Linked DNA regions of Salmo salar: region 1 is linked to region 2. The links are chromatin contacts, called in public Hi-C maps. All regions are on one chromosome and are shown on one strand. The core of a region is the stretch at or near the end of the contact, and the rest is flanking DNA. Distances in the headings are between cores, read along the strand shown. Region 1 overlaps gpam (glycerol-3-phosphate acyltransferase, mitochondrial). Region 2 holds the start of gpam (glycerol-3-phosphate acyltransferase, mitochondrial).

Region 1 (3,904 bases), core at 816-3,315, 33 kb after region 2:
TTGGATTAGCTAACACAACGTGCCATTGGAACACAGGAGTGATGGTTGCTGATAATGGGCCTCTGTACGCCTATGTAGATATTCCATAAAAAAATCTGCTGTTTCCAGCTACAATAGTAATTTACAACATTAACAATGTCGACACTGTATTTCTGATCAATTTGATGTTATTTAAAAAAATAAAAAATGCATCTTTCAAAAACCAGGACATTTCTAAGTGACCCAAAACTTTTGAACGGTAGTGTATGTAAATTAAAAACAGAAATTTCTAATTTTCAATAAATGTGCAAACAATTGTAAAAACATGTTTTCACTTTGTCATTATGGGGTATTGTGTGTAGATGGATGAACGGGGAAATGTATTTCATTTTGTATTCATGCTGTAACATAACAAAATGGATTAAGTCAAGGGGTATGAATAGATTCTGAAGGCACTGTAGGTGATTTCTCTCCGTCAGTATTGTGAAGTAACGATGCAGTTATGGAACGTTCTCTCCGTGGGATTTTGGGAAATGCACGTTACATCTTCAACCGTTGTAGGAATGATGCATCGTCAAAACGCTCGTTAGCTTATGTTCCATCGCTATCTGGAAACCCAGCCTTGATCTGTGCAAAAAATACTGTAAAACTCAATCTACAGCACAATTTCATAGGAAATGTTAGAATAGGAAACGTTAATGATGTGTGTTAAACAGGTGAATATTTAACAAGGAGTTTAGTCAACGGTTGTTCAAGGGTCGGCGTGACGCCATGCCTTCACCTTTCAATTGATTGGAAATATGTTTATTTTGCTCACTGCCAATTACTCATGCAAGATGTCGCCCTATCTTTTTGTGTCCTTAAGGAGTACCTGGACACGCAAAAAAGTCGGCATATTCCTCCCACCCTCTCCCTGGAACAGACCTTGGTGCCCACCATCATCGATGCACAGTATGTAAACATACACACTGTCTTTTGTACCAGGCCTACGTGATTCCATTGGATTTAATTGAACTTTATTCCCAAGTGGGAAGTAAATATGTTCAAAGGCTTACATACCACCACATAATAAAACATTTAACATACACATTACGGACATAGTGCTGATTCCATGTATTTTTACTAAATGTTATTCTGTTTTCAAGTGAAACACAATACCTTGCTCTTGTTAAAGCTTTTAGAATTTTTCCCCCACCCCCCTCCCTGTGTTGGTTCAGGCCGGATCAGGCCCAGTTTGAGGGCGAGCAGGAGGAGCAGCCCAATTCCAGGGACCTGTCGGACGAACCCTGGAGAAGACAGGTCATCGCCAACCTGGCCAAGCACGTGCTCTTCAGTAAGTAACAATAACACCCCCTCTTATAGGTCTTAGTCCTATGTTGGTTTTGTGTGGCTCAGTTGGTAAGAGCACGATGCTAGCAACACCACAGTGGCAGTTTCAGTTCCTGCAGGGATCACAAACGCATACAAAGAAATGTATGCACTTTATTATAGTCCTAGCGTAGTCATTTATTGAAGCCACTCTCCACGTGCACCGTCAGTGGGGCCACCAACTAAAAGCGTAAGCAAATGATGGTTCAATTGCCTCCCATTACATTTTCAGATACAGATAATTGGTTTAGAGTAGCGCACTCTTCAGCCCACGACTCTTCATCCAATTCAGTTTATTTTAATAATATAACACGTGTTCTTATGTACCTGTAAAATGTGTGCATTTGTAAAAAGTATATTTCCTGTGTTATTCATATGATCTCCACTTATCTAGTCCCCCTCACATTTGTTCTCTTGTTATTCATATGATCTCCACTTATCTAGTCCCCCTCACATTTGTTCTCTTGTTATCTGCTTACTGCACTTTGACTTTCCTTATCACTCCTCTCTCCAAGAGCACCCCCTTTTTTGCTAAACAAATCCTTATACTTAGAACCTACACTGAAGGATATGACCTTAGAACTTCATTTTTCATGATCCCCGACAACAATCTGCTTTGTGCTGTGGTCTGAAAACAAACCGGTTCTCCCTAGCTTCATTCAGGGGCATTCTCCTCAGCTAGTCCTATTCGTGTCAGCCAATCAGCTGCTACAGAGCCATATGGCATGTTGTTTTCAGCCAATCCCAGCGAGGGGAGGATAGAGGATCTGGTCAGGGGTGGAATTGCAGTATCAGTGGCTGCAGTTGTAAATGTTTTACACCCAGACTGACATTAAACCCAAGATTAGGCACTAAAGACACCCTCTCTGCAGTCAGATTGTACTGTATTGGATTAAATGATGCCTTTTTGTAAACCCACACACACTCTTGCTCTTTCCCTCTTGCGTCTAGTTCTCTCCCTCACGTCTAATTATCTCTTGCTTTCGCTCTTTCTCCCTCTTTATCATGTTCAGGCTATTCCCAGTCCTCTTATCTTGCACCCTTTTTTTTTTGTCCCTTTTTGTTAGAACAATATAGAAATCACAAACCCTAACAAATTTTCCACCTTTTTATAGAGCTCCATCTCACTTGAAGACGTGAGATCTCGTCTACTTAGTTGAGAGTTCAAAAGGACTAATTTCACAAGGGCCGTATTCAGTGGCTCAGAGTAGGAGTACTGTTCTAAGATCAAGTCCCCATGTCCATGAAATTGTATTCATTATGATCTAAAAGTCCAAGCTGATCCTAGATTAACACCCTTACTCTGAGACGCTTTAGGAATACAGGCCTTGACCTGTTTTAGCGCCAGCTGACACTGTCATGTTATTTAGAGACAGTCTCTCACTGTTTACTGTCCTTTCTCTCGGTCATCCATCTGGGCTTCCTGACTATGACCCGGGTCAGATAACATGCAATCTCTGTTTCCCTCCCACAGCGGCTAACAAGTCCTCCGCGGTCATGTCCACCCACATTGTAGCCTGTCTGCTCCTTTACAGACACAGACAGGTAAGCAGCCCTACTTTTCACAAGAATAAGATCCAACGATCACTTTTTGATTCAAGGCCTTGCATTAAAGTAATTTATCCCCATTCATGGTTTGATGCGCTTATGCTTAACTCCCTGCTAACAGACGTCAACAACAATAATTTGAATCTACCTTGACTGCTGTTTATTGGCTCTTCCTGATTTGAGGGCCTTGAGTCATAACCCACATCGAGATGAGCCGATCATTGCAGATTTTGACTTTGTTGATTTTATCTAAAAAGGAATTACTCCTAGCTGGGTATGATGTCATAATGTGGATTTTACAATTTTAAGTTGTCAATAAAATTACACATTGCTACTCAAAGTATACTTGGTATATACTTTGTGGAAGTATAGAATGAACATTTGCAAGTATTTTATGAATGAACATTTTTGAATGAACATTGTGGAAGTATTATTTTTCACCACGTCTGTGTGTCTCCCCTTTGCTCCAGGGGGTTGCACTGTCCAAGCTGGTGGAGGACTTCTTCAACATGAAGGAGGAGATCCTGTCGCGGGACTTTGATCTGGGCTTCTCCGGCAACTCCGAGGACGTGGTCATGCACGCTCTCCACCTCCTGGACAACTGTGTCAACGTGACCAGCACCAACCGCAACACGGAGTTCACCATTGCCCCGAGCAAAACGGTGCCGGCGCTGTTCGAGCTCAACTTCTACAGCAACGGCCTCTTCCATGTCTTTATCTCGGACGCCATCATAGGTACTGGCACCACACGTTGTACTCCGCCACTCTGTTTTGACATGGGGAAACGTATTGAGTGAAATAAAGTACACCAATTTATCCGTGTTTCCCAATTGTGTGTTGCGGCCAGTCCCTTTTGGGTTCTGTACAGATTTCTTATCTTTTTTTTTTGTAGAGAATTTGCAGACATGACTTGAATATATTGAATTGCCTCCACTAATGTACATTTTATTTTCATCAATGTCTCAACACCGGTTTCATTTTGACGTCTCACCATCCGTTCTGTGTCCCC
Region 2 (3,652 bases), core at 577-3,076:
TCTCACGTCACCCCGCTCCTCCGCACACTCCACTGGCTTCCAGTTGAAGCTCGCATCTGCTACAAGACCATGGTGCTTGCCTACGGAGCTGTGAGAGGAACGGCACCTCCGTACCTTCAGGCTCTGATCAGTCCCTACACCCAAAGAAGGGCACTGCGTTCATCCACCTCTGGCCTGCTCGCCTCCCTACCTCTGCGGAAGCACAGTTCCCGCTCAGCCCAGTCAAAACTGTTCGCTGCTCTGGCACCCCAATGGTGGAACAAGCTCCCTCATGACGCCAGGACAGCGGAGTCAATCACCACCTTCCGGAGACACCTGAAACCCCACCTCTTTAAGGAATACCTGGGATAGGATTAAGTAATCCTTCTAACCCTTCCCCCTACCCTCCCCCCAAAAAATATATAGATGTACTATTGTAAAGTGGTTGTTCCACTGGATATCATAAGGTGAATGCACCAATTTGTAAGTCGCTCTGGATGAAAATACCCTCTAATTAAAGCTGACAGTCGGCACTTTAACATCATAGTCATTGTATCATTTAAAATCCAAAGTGCTGAAGTACAGAGCCAAAGCAACAACAAAATTGTCATTGTCCCAATACTTTTGGAGCTCACTGTAACATGTACGGTTAGAGAGCATAATATTAAGATCATGATGGTCAGGGACAGAGTAGATTATAATCACCAATGTTCCTTTTTAGAGATAATTTGTGTTCACCTAAATCTTTCTGGGGACTACTCAACAAATGACAGAGCACACCTTTCATTTTAGCATGATGAGTATTGCTATACAACAGACTATTACAGGTGGCAACTACTCTAGAAAACTAAGATGCTACTGTATTGGCATCTCATGGACTATTATTTCCCAGTATGAGCAATTTCCATAAAACAAATATGTAGTTCTGCTATTTGTAACACTGTTGTTTCAATGATGAGTCAGTCTAGGTAAGTCATTAGATCTGATGGCAAACATTTACCAAATCCCATGGTTTTGAAGGTGAGATCCACTCAATAGAATGTTCCATTGTTGTTTGATACAGTAATTTTCAATGAGCATGTGAACTTTCCAACTTTTCTCCTTTATCCATAGAGATCCTAATAAATTACTATTAAGTATTCTAATTCCTAATTATATGCCTTTATCAGCCTGTGACCATTGACTCCTATTCAACAAGTTATATAAAGGTGTGAAAAACATAGCCTCTACGGAAGCATTCTATCATATATCAATTTGATCAGGGGCTTGTAGGGAACAATTTAGCACCGTCAAACCTTTGCCACACCAATGGGAACATTTTCAAACTCTCGCGGGAGCCATCTTTCCTGCAATGGATTTTTTTCTTCTTCTTGTTCACCCGGTACAGTAGGTGGCGGCAATACACCAGTATGAAATAGATTTCTAAACTAACCTCCTTTGTTCAGTAGGTTGTAGCACAGAAAAAACAATGGGCCAGATATTTCACCGGATGTAAAAATGTGAAGCAACCGGTTCCCGTTTCCACTCACTACCAAATATGGTGATGAGCGGAAGCCCAGTGGCCGGCAGTGGGAGAAGATGGAGCGAGATGGATTTTGTCTGACATTCTGCATATTTTCCCATATAATAAACATTTGATCTCCGTACAGTTTTCTGATTCCGAAACTAGAATCTGTAACAAACCGAGTGGACTGAGTTTGGAAGACTTTGCCAAAGTAAAAAAGGCGTTTACAAGGAGTGCATGGGCGAATTGAGTTGTTGCACACGCGCACTTTACATAGTAGGCGTTCCCTAATGGAAATATGCAAATAAATGCTAGAACGCGCCAATAGGATCTCACTTCTCGTGTTTGTCTCTGCCCACCTCCTTGCTTGTTCGGCCAACTAGGATTAATTTGCTCCCATTGGAAACGACAGGCTCTGGTCTATCTTTAAAAAAATCTTTGGTGATAGTCTGCCATTAACTCTCGAAGAAGAACATTGCGCCAACGGGGGTATATTCTCAAGACATGGTGGTGCAGCTAGAGGTCGTATACAAGGTAAGACTGAGAAACTTTTTTATTTAAATTTTAACGCTAGCTAATGTTGTGTTGGCTTGTCCCACGACGTTGATGAAACGGGTCGGTGCGTTTGTCTGCATAGTGGTTCTAGCCGTTATGCTAGCTAAACTAACGGTAGCTAGCCTGAGTGAATTAGGTTGACCATTGAATGAAATAGCGTCATAGTACTAGCTTATGTTAGCTTAGCTTCAACTGGTTTTGTCTAGAAGGGATACAGATTTTGTCAAAATGTACTTTAATAACAGGTTTAGTGCATGTAAATTCTCCTATCCGCTACCTAGGCAACTTCTATCTTACGCAGCAGGTTATGATAATTAACGTATTATGTTAGGATAATTAGGATAACAAGGTCAGAAAAAGGGTTAGCTCAAATGCAAAAAACGATTTTCGACGTAATTTGACAAAAGCTCTATCCCATCTAAACAACCGAGCCAACTGTGATTTGATGACCAGGCAACAATGTGAACTAGCCTGTGCTGTATAGCTAAACACGCTGCACCTGTCCTTGCCTATGCAATTTACTCAGCCATGAAGCTACTTCACGTTTTTCACACGTCACTTATGTTCACTACAATAACAAATTGCGAAATCATTTTTGTTAAGATGTCAAGATCCCCCACCATGGCATCTGTCTTGTCTGGCTTCATTTGACCTGTTTAGTGAAGATTGACAGGCAGTTTGTGAGTCGGATTAACCTAGCTAGCCACCCACGCATGGATAAGATGTTTTGGCATGCAAACGACCTACTCAGCGTCCCTTTCTAGGAAGAAAACATTAATATATGTATAACTGCTAATGAGTCCAATAAGCGATGTGTGCAGTAGCTTATGCCTAGCTTGCAAGATGTGTGAAAGGTCAATGTACCACAGCTATCATTTTTTATTTTACCTTTTATTTAACTTGGCAAGTCAGTTAAGAACAAATTATTATTTCCAATTCAGGGGCAGAACGAAAGATTTTTACCTTGTCAGCTCGGGGATTTGATCTTGCAACCTTTCGGTTACTAGTCCAACGCTCTAACCACTAGGCTACCTGCCGACCCAATCGTCCTTTCAATTGAAGCATTGTTAATAGGACTAATGATAATAGCTCTCTTAGATTGTTTTGTAAATATTGATGGCCACAGGCAATGAAGCGGATCAGTGACGCGTCCATACGCGTTAAGATTTCTATGAGCAAAGTCCCAAACCCCTGTTTGCCTTGCTTTTTCGGGGCAGGAGTAGTGAAGCCAGGTAATAAAAAAAATAATACTTTTAAAAATGTTATGAAGCCTGTGTTTGGTGTTATGGTGGTAGTCCTACCATCAATAATTTCCTCACCACCCCTGTTTGAACATGGCAGGCCATTGACCTTTGCAAACCCAGCAGAATTCTAGTCACACTTCTGTCATCAATGTGCAGGTCACCTACTACAAGAACACAAAGGGACAATGCAGCAAAGCTCAGTATGTCATTCATTGCTTGCTTGAGCTGGGCAGGAGCAGTTTGGCTTAGTTTATGTCCTATTCAGTGATTAGCCCCCCCACACACACACACATACATGCTCACACACTTACAAACATGCGCGCTTGTTGGTGTAACTATCCATTTATAAAGAGATTCTCTCAGCGTCTGA

Evidence for each region. A called contact is a pair of places that touch in the nucleus more often than the background predicts.
Region 1: a contact with region 2 is called in a Hi-C map of muscle, with 5 times the contacts expected there. The contact joins the enhancer-like site here to the promoter of gpam in region 2. A contact is called at or near these places in 3 of 3 Hi-C or Micro-C datasets (blood, gill and muscle).

The regions. Positions count from the first base shown.
Region 1 is chrssa19:60,559,441-60,563,344 of Ssal_v3.1, forward strand. gpam (glycerol-3-phosphate acyltransferase, mitochondrial) reads left to right here. Exons shown (of 21, transcript XM_014158745.2): 12 at 845-930; 13 at 1,197-1,312; 14 at 2,822-2,892; 15 at 3,366-3,630. Among protein-coding and RNA genes, the nearest start is that of gpam, 33 kb to the left of the region's middle. Within about 2 kb of position 2,066, at least 9 of the 13 cell types and tissues checked have an H3K27ac peak or open chromatin away from gene starts, as enhancers often do.
Region 2 is chrssa19:60,526,891-60,530,542 of Ssal_v3.1, forward strand. It overlaps gpam (glycerol-3-phosphate acyltransferase, mitochondrial), which reads left to right and starts at 1,827. Exons shown (of 21, transcript XM_014158745.2): 1 at 1,827-2,017.